Regions from separate parts of the Capsicum annuum genome. Here region 2 is linked to region 1. Evidence: chromatin contacts called from public Hi-C data. All regions are on one chromosome and are shown on one strand. The core of a region is the stretch at or near the end of the contact, and the rest is flanking DNA. Distances in the headings are between cores, read along the strand shown.

Region 1 (5,576 bases), core at 956-3,455:
TTTTACTTTCTATCATGTAGTACTGTAGGGTAGGGTCAAAATCCTTTCTAGGGTTTTGCTAAAATGGCTAGGATTGTCTTGTTTCTGTGTAGATTAAGGTGGTGTTCTGTTAATAGTCAATTTTATTTAATGTTTTTTTTTTTAAAAATAATTAAGCGAAGTACAAAAACAAAATTGAGACGCACAATTTTTCTGCTATAAGTTTCAATGAATAATGGGTGACGAACAGTTAGCAACAGGAAAGGTGCATGGAAAATGGTTGTGGTTGAAATGTTGGTTATCTTAGTATTTCTTATCTTTCAATTTGCTTAGTCACTATGTGTTTTCACTATGTAATTTCTTTTGGTCTGAGATGGAAATGATTTATAGAGATTTCTTGAAAAATGATTCATGTAAATTATATACATCCACCATTAAAATTTACTTGGTATTTCTTATTTTTGAAGTCAACTTCTGACTTCTAAAAGATTCCGAAAAATGACATTACATATAATGGTTTAGTTTTCTCTATCGGATAACATGACTAAATTTTTTTTTTTTTGCTTGTAATCTGTCTGACTAAAATGATAAGCATAAAGTGATAAGAGTTATAATAAATAAACATACCATTTGAAGTCGATATAATTGAGTTGGGTAGACTTTTAAACATGTTAGGTGCTTACTTAGACTTGAAAAAATGGGATACGAATTTAATCTAAATTCTATCGCATAAAGAAAAAGAAAAGAGAGGAAAGACCCATTTGTGAGGAAGTGAGACGAGTTGTGGAATAATTCAAAACTCGTTACAAAATAAAGAGTAAAAAGGAAGAAAATGGATTAGAAAATTGTCTCAAGTTTGTGTGAGATGAAACAAATGTTTTTAACGCTAGACGAGCTTTAGACACGTTTAAAATAGTCTTCTTAATTAAGAATGCGGCATACAGATACAATAATGCACTTTGACAAATATTTTCTAAAATTAACTTTTCACCGACTTATTTAACATAAGATAATAGACAAGTTTTTGATATAATTAAAAATGAGCGATTTTATGCCTTAACATATTTTATTAAAATAATTTAAGTCAAGATAAGTCAATAAAAGCGACCGTGCTAGAACCACGGGACTCGAAGGGTGCCTCACATCTTCCCTTCGGTTAACAGAATTTCTTACCCAGTCTTCTGTTTTCACAGACCAAAATAAAAGAGTCATTTTCTTTTGACTAGGGATTCATAAGGTGACTTGGAACACCATAATTCAATTCCAAATGACGACTCTGAAAATAAATAAAATAATCCCTATTCAATATCGTTACTTTAATTAGAAAAATAAGCAAAATTGTGTGTTTTGTTTAGTTAGTCTTTATATAATGTTGATTCACATGTTGCTTTAAAGATGGGAGCTTTAATGTGTCTTTCTCACCTCTGTTATTTATGTATTTATTTAAAGTTATGTTTTACGTTTCGTTTTTATTCTGTGACAAAAATACATGAGAATAACGAGAATTATCCTCTTTTTACATATATTTTATGTTGTGTACTTATGTAGTAAGAAAATCATATGCTTGTCGATTTAATTGGTTGTATCTTTGCGTTCTTTAAAACTTGTATGGGTTGTTTAGAATAGTTTTGAATAGATCAATTTAGGATGTTCAAAGAAAAATACATGGAAATTTGAACTATATTTTCCCCTCAGCATTTTTGTTAGAGAATCAATAGTGTTCTCATTAATTTTTTGTGCTCAAACCCTTGAGCAAGCCGCAGTTATCGTTTTTCATATAACGTATTTAGACTTAAATAAATAAAAGTTATAACAGTATGCTGACTCCCCCCCCCCCCCCCCCCCCCTACTTTCTTAAATTGCTACTCTAAGAGGTATATATTTTCTGAATATGTATTAGCTGAGTCAAATTATTTTTCAGTGAAATGTCATATTCAAATTTGATAACGTTTGGTTGGTTTATAATTAAATTATGAAAAGGAGCTTGTAAAAGGACTAATCAATTTCATAGTAACTGAATTTAAGGTTATCACTTTAATAATGTTAGGTGACTTTCATGTAATCTTTTTCTGGTTGCAGTCTTTCATTTAATTTGTACACACTTACAGATCGTGGGAAATTTTTAACTTAGAGAATTTTTAGTTTTGTATTGTTAAGTGTTGTGGTGGCTGGTAGTTATTTAGTTTTCACAAAAAACGGCTGCTCTTAGGATTGGTCTTTGTACAAGCTACTGTTTCTTTTATGATATCATACACTATATAGACGTTCAAGATTGATGTAACATAACTTCCTCATTGTCACATTCGTAAACAGTAGAAGTTTAAGATTGATGTAAAATAACTGTGTTTGATTCTTTGACAATATCGAAAAGGTTTGATTCCTATAGAAAAACTTTAACGTAGTAACAATAATTGATTAGTAAAGCTGTCCAATTGAATTATATCTTTACTGAAAATGATGATGTACTTTATAAAACTTCTTTTTTTTCTTATTCTGCTTTTTGAGACCACAAAAAGTCACATTACATTTTTTTAAAAAATATGTTCATCAAAATACTAATCCTTCTCAATTTTATTATGCAACAGGTTCCATCTCAAGCTAAGAATGCACAACTTTTTACTATCTATATTATCTATATAAATAAAATGTACATAATCTCTTATAAAATTTGACTTCGTAATATATACTATTAAGTAAATAATTTGTTCTATACATTAATGCATTGCATCTAATTTTTCTTTACATGCATCATGTTGGGTCCGTGTTCACCCCTAATTACATATAGAAGTAAAAGAAAATCTAATTATTAATTTCATTATATGAGTTTTTAAACATCAGATTCATAGGGTAATATGTATAAATTTTATTTTCTAGAATCCTAAACCAATCATATATAAAAAATAAATGAGGAGCAACATTTTTTATAAAGGAAGTCAATATTACACATTTTAATTAAACTTATTTTCTATTTTTCCCCACGTCTAACTATTTTGTTTGTGTTTCCAAAAAAAGACAGAGATCTTGTTGTTTTCTGGTTATGTACTTCCTCAATTCACTTTTATTTGTCACAAATTTCCTAATTGTATTGCTCTTTTACTTGTTATTTTTGATATATCAAGAATTTTTTTTTTTTACCCTTAATATTAATTATTTTTTCTTCAAATTAAAATATAAAAATCATTTAATAGGGTTACTATGATAAAGTAAATATCTTATTAATTATTTTTCGTCAAGTTAAGTTGTGATAAATAAAATGAAATGGAGGAGTATTCAAAACTTTACCTTGAAACTTTGTATCTTGATCGATGCAGAATTTAATTTCATCTTTTAGTGCTTTTATAATGACGCGACAATTATTTGAGTAAAAGCTAAATGTTTGATATAAAGGTAGTATATTTATTTTTGAAGTCCTTTTTCTTAAATGAAGTAAATTCTAATTGATCCGGTATTATTAAATGTTATGATTTCTTAGTTAGATCAAATAAGGACTTTAATTAATTATAAAATTTCACACATTATAATAACACTTCAAAGATTTTTTTTTTTTTAAAATAAAATATATTGTAGAATCTTTAATGAAGGACAAAAATTTCAATTTGAAACTTAATAAATATAAGAAATCCGACAAATTCTATTGGTGTATGACAAAGTTCAATTGTTTGTTCATAATCTGGTTTATTACTATTTTTTTAATTTATGCATCTAAACATAAAAAATTAACATAATTGTGTAGCAACACCAAAAAAATAAATAAAAATTATAGTTGATTTTATTGCTCCGTCACAAACGGACTCGCCTTCTCCACATGATGATATCTGCTGCTCAAGAAAAACTAAATAATTTTGGTACAATAAAATTAAAGTTAAGTGATCATCTACAAAAATACTCATGAATATGATTAACAAAAACAATAACTTTGAAAATAAATTTTCTATATCAGTACCAAAGTCTATGACAAAGACGGTGGATGCTCAAGCAACATAACCATGCACATGGGTCCACCTGTATTTTGTAAAGAAATCATTTCTACAAGACCAAAAAGTCTCCAAAAGCAGTTTCGGAATTTTGGTCACACATTTTAATTCATGTTTATAGTAAAAAAAAAAAAAAAGTGGTTAGGCTACAAACAATTACTTTCAATAAAAATAATTATAACGATAAATATATTTTAAAAACTTTATTAGATATACTATTAAGGTCAACAGGTTTGAGACACACACAAAAAATTCTCTTCAATTCAATTGATGGTGTTGCAATTATGTGATTCAAGTAAAAACAACAAGCAAGTGTAGCTCCAACAAATGACAAACACTGCATACTCATCAAGAGAAAATATAATAATCAAAATACTACGTTAAAGTTTACATATCGAATGATCATTTAAATTATTTTTCCTATAAAAGCCACTAAACTCATTTTTGTTACTCTGAAATCGAATATTTATACTCACAACAAAGTTCTACATATAACTAAATAAGATCCATTCCACCATTATTTTTTTTTTAAAAAAGAATAACTTACATTTTTTAAAATTTCATTTTATAATTTAATCATATTTTTAATATATTTGATTTTTTTTTTTTAAATCTTTGCACTCATAATAAGGGGTATTATTAGTATTGTGAAAAATATAGTCATGAGAGGAGATTTCATGATTAATTTGGACCAAATGGTTCAGCCTCGATTATGAGCACAGAAAATTTGATCTATCTTGACCTACTTCAGATAGCGAAAGTTGAAAGAATAAATACTTAATTAATTTAATATTCATCATCTAAATGTCTAATAGAAGTAAAACAATTATATTCGCTCAATTCTTTTTAAATTTATTTTAACACATCAGGTACGAAGAGTAAATGCGAAAAATAATTACAAGTGACTTCTCAAAACCTAATTTAAATCAGTACAAGAGCACTAGATAAGGAATAGGGACATTCATGGCACAACATTCATGTAGAATTAAAAAAATAGAAGCTGCTACAGAGTGATTGACATCGCTGCTATAGAAATTCCAACTGACCTGTACCATGACTATACTCCCGAGTGAAGCTATAGTAAGTGTAGCATCAGTAAAATCATGAGTACCGATAAGTGTCATCGAAGAGTTTGAAACAAATAACATCAATAATAAATATGGTGGAAATCACAACATCAAGAAAAATTCTGGTTTTGAATCCCCCAAACTACCCACTCTTTATTATCCCTCCTTTAGCATCTCTGTGGCCTGTACTAAGTACTTTGCAGCTTACACTTAGCATCACTGTGACCTACAATTACCATCTTTGTGACCTACCTGTCTTTTAATATATATATTTTTTATATCTTTGTCTTTTGACTACTCACTACAATTGGTGCCCCTTTTTCTCTTCCTCTAGCCCACAATGCTTAGATCATACAATTTCTTAAGTTTATAATCAATTAAGTCTTTTCAATGCTCGCATTCACAAGACTATACCAAAATATCATATTTCTAACTCGATCCGTCCAAGGGACCCCATTTACAATCATAACCCTACTTCATCATTCACTACAACAAAACAACAAAAAGGAGAATATATATAACATTAGATCACGTTCAGATATATGAATGAATGCAT
Region 2 (5,468 bases), core at 252-2,751, 100 kb before region 1:
AATGACACAAGGTAGCTACTTCTTGTACCCCTATCTACAGAGAGAAGTAAACTTTTAAGTGAAATGTTGTTGCTGCTTAAAATTTCAGGTCTGAAGTTGGACTCTATCGAAGTCTAAATTCATAATTAAGTTTTGAAGTTTAAAAAATTAAGTTTAAATTCAGATCCTAAATTCAAACTTTAGCTTTGAGGTCCGAAGTCAGGCTAAAAATTGTGTTTGGTATGAAGTAGTAGAACTTTTTTCTTAAAAGAAGGAAGTCATTTTCCGTAAACTTGAAGAAGCTAAGTTCATTTGGAAAATATTTTCTAAAACACTAGCAAACCTGAGAAAATTGAAAAACTTTGTCTCAAAAATGTTTTCCTCCATACCAAACACACTTTATAGAGTACCCAACTTCAGACCAGCCTAAACAAAATCTATAGTTAATTGGATGCAATTAAAACTTCGTAATTTGACTATTTTTTAAATAGATGGATTTCTGCATTTCATCCTTTGCAGTATATAAGACTTATCTCGAAATTTGTCCAATCTTTATCATGAAAGGTTCTTTGCAAGGATCACCAGAAAATGTTGAAAAAAAATACAAGTACAAGAAAAAGAAAAGGACATCACATTGATAAAGTTGATGCTGTGCAGATGAGCAGAGAACATAGTCGTGATTTGAAATTTCACAGCCCATTAGAGAAAAATTATTGGGGCATTACCAATTTGATATACAATTCAGCTGCTGATTCCAAAATTGAGATACCATCACCTAATTATCCTATTTTAATTAGAACAAATGAACAAGATCTTGTAGTAAATAACATCAGCTTAGCAATGCCATTGTCCCAAGCTGTGGAATTCATAATAAGCTTGCTAAGATTTTCAGATAATTGCTTCAATAAAAATTATTTCGATTTCTTTTGATCAAAGACTCTTGCTCCCGCAATCTTGACAACAGGGTGATCCTTTGGTTGGATAAGCTTCAAAGCTGTATGAACCCTCAGATCACCCCATTACCAACTTTTGGTTAACATCCAACTCACTCAAGTCAACGTCAATGTAGGGGGGGATGAAATCCGCTGGGCACAGAAACTTTACTGTTCTCTTGATGATATTCAAATATGACCCTGCCAAATTGGTTAACCAATGATTATTAAAAATAAATAAATAAAAACAAAAGTGCAAGCAAATAGGGAATGGATATGGCCTCACATATTATTTGTGTTTCCTTTCATCATTTTATCATTCAGCAAGGATTCTCTCTTTCTGAATGACCATCAATTCTAAGAGAAGCACTAATTATGTAGCTCACTAAGGTTCAGATATCATATATTTTTTGAAAGACCAGATGCCCTACACCCCACAAACAGATCATCGACTCATGTTTTTAAGCACCACTGTGAGAGAAATTTATCAATTGGACTAACGTTATTTAAAATTAAAAAGATGTGTGGTAATGATTAGATACACACTTTACGCTTTATTCCTCCTTTTAGCTGCTCCAATCTCTAGAAGTACCTTTTTTGGTTGGATGGGAGAAAGGCAAGTTAAAGTCCGTGGGTCTTAGTCATACATTGACGTTGCAATGACTGCAAATAATTTATAATAAAAGCAGCGAGTTGTGCTCATTAAACAAGTTTTATGTTTCGTATATGCCATTAACAGAATATTTTTATTTACATGCAAAACCAATTTGATTGTGGTTTTCCTTGGAGAAGGCAAAGTATTTTATAAATGATTAGCACTAAGAAATGCATCAATAAGGGTTGTGATGGAGTGGTAAGTACTTTTTCATCCTAAATTAGAATTTTCGAGTTCGAGTACCCTGGGCATGGAGTTGCCTTTGTTAAGGAGAGTTTTATCCCCCAATGTGGGACTTTCTTTTGCAAATTCGAATTTAATCAGGCTCCAATGTGGGTACCGGACACCGAGTGGAACCCCCACCGCTCCACAAAAAAAGCTCTAAGAAATGCTTTCAAAATCTGTACATGTGCAGCAAAATCGAAACTTCGCAAAAATCTACCTTTCGGGACCGGTAGTGATTCTCTCACATCTAGAATAAATTCATCCTCATCCAATTGTTTCATTTACACCAAAAACAAAATAAAGCTATACATTTGGATTTTATCTTCTGAATGTTGTTCTCCATGTGTTGAAAACATCTTCTAATCTCTCTCCATCCAAACAGTTCAACAAATAGCAGCTGGTGCAGTGTTCCATTTTGATTGTCCTTTTTTCTTTAAAATCGGTAACTTGTTCCATTTTTGGTTGTCTGGTTGACATAATATATGCCTGCATGTACTAATAGGTAAGATTTTAGAATACTTTAACCCAACCTCTTCCTCTTTAGAATTCATTGTGTTTCTTCTAAGCCATCATGGAATTTACAGTTGATGGACCCTAAGTGGAATGCTGGGACCTAACTATATTATTAGAAGATGGCTACAAAGGTCTTTTCCAGAGAGGAAGAGGTGACTGAACCATAAATGATAGTGCTGGAGATCGACCTACCCCTATGGCTTTATTATGGATTTTCACCAAAATTTTTGGTACATCTTTAGAAATGGGATGCTCTAAACTTCTACCAATTCTTTGAAAAGAAGATTTGAGAAGAGCTTCACTGTGCTTAACGAAAGGCATAGCTGAACTAAGAGAATTCAAGCCAATCTACTTGGTATGAAGTAACTACAAAGGTTTTCAAAATCACTCGCTGAAAGACTAAAAGAGTGCAATAGTTGAATTAATTTAAAGGAACATCAAATGAATGCCTTGATCATCAATTATGCAAGGAGAGCCAGGAGGTCTAAGAAAACTTGACATACCAATAGTAAAATGATAGGATCTGATCAAAGATGGTTTCAACAGATAATACATTCCATCTATAGTGTAAGACTGTCAGTTCTGATTAATGTTACACCAGTAGGGTTTTCTTGCCTCTGCTCACCAAGACTTGGTCAAATAACAAGAAATCATCAGTCATGTTTTACCTACTTTGGGATTTGAACCTTAGTCTCCCATCACTCTACCTTGAGAAACTTCTTGGTCCATCGTAACCATAAAATATTCATTGAATGAATTCAAGAAAACCAGTAGTTATACCTGCGGATAAAGAACTGATGCAAGTGTAAAATATGATAAGCTGGTTTCAATAAATCACTGTGCAAACCAGCATTATAAGAAAATTAAAAGCTTCACAAAAGATAAACATCTTTTAGCAAGCTACAAAATGGAAGAGGCAGATGTATCTATTACTCACTTTTCTTCAAACCGCGGGATATATCCTCTCCTCTAAATACAAGAGGAACCTCAACCTTTAATAGCGCACTTGATGGAGCTCTTATAAATGTAACATTAAGAGGCGCATCTGAACCGGCTTCCAGATGAACCTGAACATCAAAATAGATAAATCAGCACATCACACTGCTAAAATCCATCTACAACTCTGTTTGGCTCCAACAGCTCATAATTTTACAAAAGACTTTCTTTTGAACCAAATTAAGCAGTTAAAGGTCTTTCTTCTGAGCTGAGTTATGCAGTTCCCTGAGTTTCAACCCCTGCCACAACATACCTCAGCAGGCTGTTCAATATATCTCATCGCGGTGACAACTTTTTTTCCTATCATTCTGGTTTACAATGTCACAAGATGTGTGAAAAGAACAGTTCATTAATGATCATCAAACCCAAAATACGAATATTATACTTCCACATAGGAAGTTTTGCGAGCAATTTCAGAAGAATTTTGCTGCCTTCACACTTGTGGCTGCTTACATTGTGGGACATCACAATCAAGGCTTGCAAACAGCACAATGAGAGCTAATATCAACTCCCATTTTTAACCATCTAATCCACCAAATCTCTTTAGAACCTTGCTTTGTTTCAAGCATATATCATCTCAAGCATATATCAAAAGCTCCACCCTTTTCCATTTCGAGTGTGTGAAACTATGTTCAAATGGCCTAGCAGTAATTGAACAACAACAGCATACCCAATGTATTCCCACAAAGTGGGGTCTGGGGAAAGTAAGTGTACGCAGTCCATAGCACTACCTCAGATGAAGTAGAGAGGTTGTTTCCAATGGACCCCCGGCTCAGCACAAATAACAGTATAACAAACAAAAAACATAAATTAAGCAACAAAATGGGATAACATACCGCTAGATAATAAAAAAAAAAAGGACACCGATAGAGTAATACTATAAATCAAGTAACTAAATTCAACACAAACAGACCTGTACGTCTATCTTCAGTCTACAAGCTATGGCATAGCTTTCCTTTTATTTATTTTTTATCCTACCTTCTTGTCATGTTCTGCTTCTTTTCTGGAAAGTAATTAAACAACAATCGCTTCAATGATGCAAAGTTTCACAATATTCAGCTTCCCCAAATAATCACTGGAAAAGAGTTAATTTCTATAATTTTGGTCTTTTTCAAACAAAGAATAACAAAATGTACTCTATACCAAAAGTGTGTATGAAAACATTGGCTAATTAACATTTAACTGAATCAGTAGCAAAAATAAATCCAACTGAGTCAAATGTTCTTTGCCCTATCTCATGCTGGTGTACATATTTGTGTATTACTTGGTAAGGAGCATTAGCTGAGACAATAGTCTCCAGATTTTAAGAATATACATCTTAAACATTAAGAAAAAATAGAAGGCAAACTGCAATATCAGATAGAGAAGGGATGGCAAGCGCAAGTCAGAGAAAAGAGCAAAAGCCTTCAACTGCACTAACAAGAAACTAACCACTGAAGCATAACAATATACAGTATGCTAGAGAGAGAAGACTACCAAAGGCAACTAACCTTTGAAGAGAGATGTTACCTTTTTGCAGCCAAAGCTGGAAGCATATATCAACTTAAGGTTTGAAGGCAGCAAACCGTGTTGGATTAGGCAAAGTGATGAGAAGAGCACGCTTCAACCTCAAACAGCTAGAGGGTTTTGTCATTTGGATGAACTAAAGCTTGAAGCCACCACTTAGGCATCACACTGGATAAACTTCAAATCAACCTCAAGAATTTTAAGGCAGGAAGTGCATATCTCACTATATTCGTCTTAGAAGAGGAATGAACTTGACACTTTATTCCAGGAAGAAGCAATAAAATGTCCGTTTCACTTGACATAGGCAATATAATTGTTGCCTCTATGTTGCAAAAGTCAATCATTGAAGAGATTGAAAATTGGAAAAACTTCGGAGCTGAAAGCACTCAGTAATGCTTAGAAATTGATTCACTTGTTAACTTCTCAGTTTTACAATGGTACACAGCACATGGAACTAAATGATTTATTTCATGAAAATATTTCATAGAGAACCTCATCTATAAAATGAAAAATGACACAAGACCAAGTGCTTGTAAACAATATCTATGCTTAATCTATGTAAACATGTCCCTTTCAAGGGACCAATTCTCCCAGAATACAAATCTCACCCCACACATCCAACAGCTTCCCACAATATTCACATGTTTGTTCCTTTGGCAATT

Evidence for each region. Hi-C and Micro-C count contacts between places; a contact is called where the count stands out from the background.
Region 2: a Hi-C map of pericarp shows a contact between it and region 1, with 2.2 times the contacts expected there. The contact joins two enhancer-like sites. A contact is called at or near these places in 2 of 5 Hi-C or Micro-C datasets (pericarp and placenta).

The regions. Positions count from the first base shown.
Region 1 is chr6:170,496,705-170,502,280 of UCD10Xv1.1, reverse strand. No RefSeq gene overlaps it. Among protein-coding and RNA genes, the nearest start is that of LOC107873015, 110 kb to the left of the region's middle. Within about 2 kb of position 2,205, at least 1 of the 5 cell types and tissues checked has an H3K27ac peak or open chromatin away from gene starts, as enhancers often do. A contact at or near this core is called in pericarp, where this site is marked.
Region 2 is chr6:170,596,239-170,601,706 of UCD10Xv1.1, reverse strand. It overlaps the pseudogene LOC107874077. Among protein-coding and RNA genes, the nearest start is that of LOC107873015, 6.4 kb to the left of the region's middle. Within about 2 kb of position 1,501, at least 5 of the 5 cell types and tissues checked have an H3K27ac peak or open chromatin away from gene starts, as enhancers often do. A contact at or near this core is called in pericarp, where this site is marked.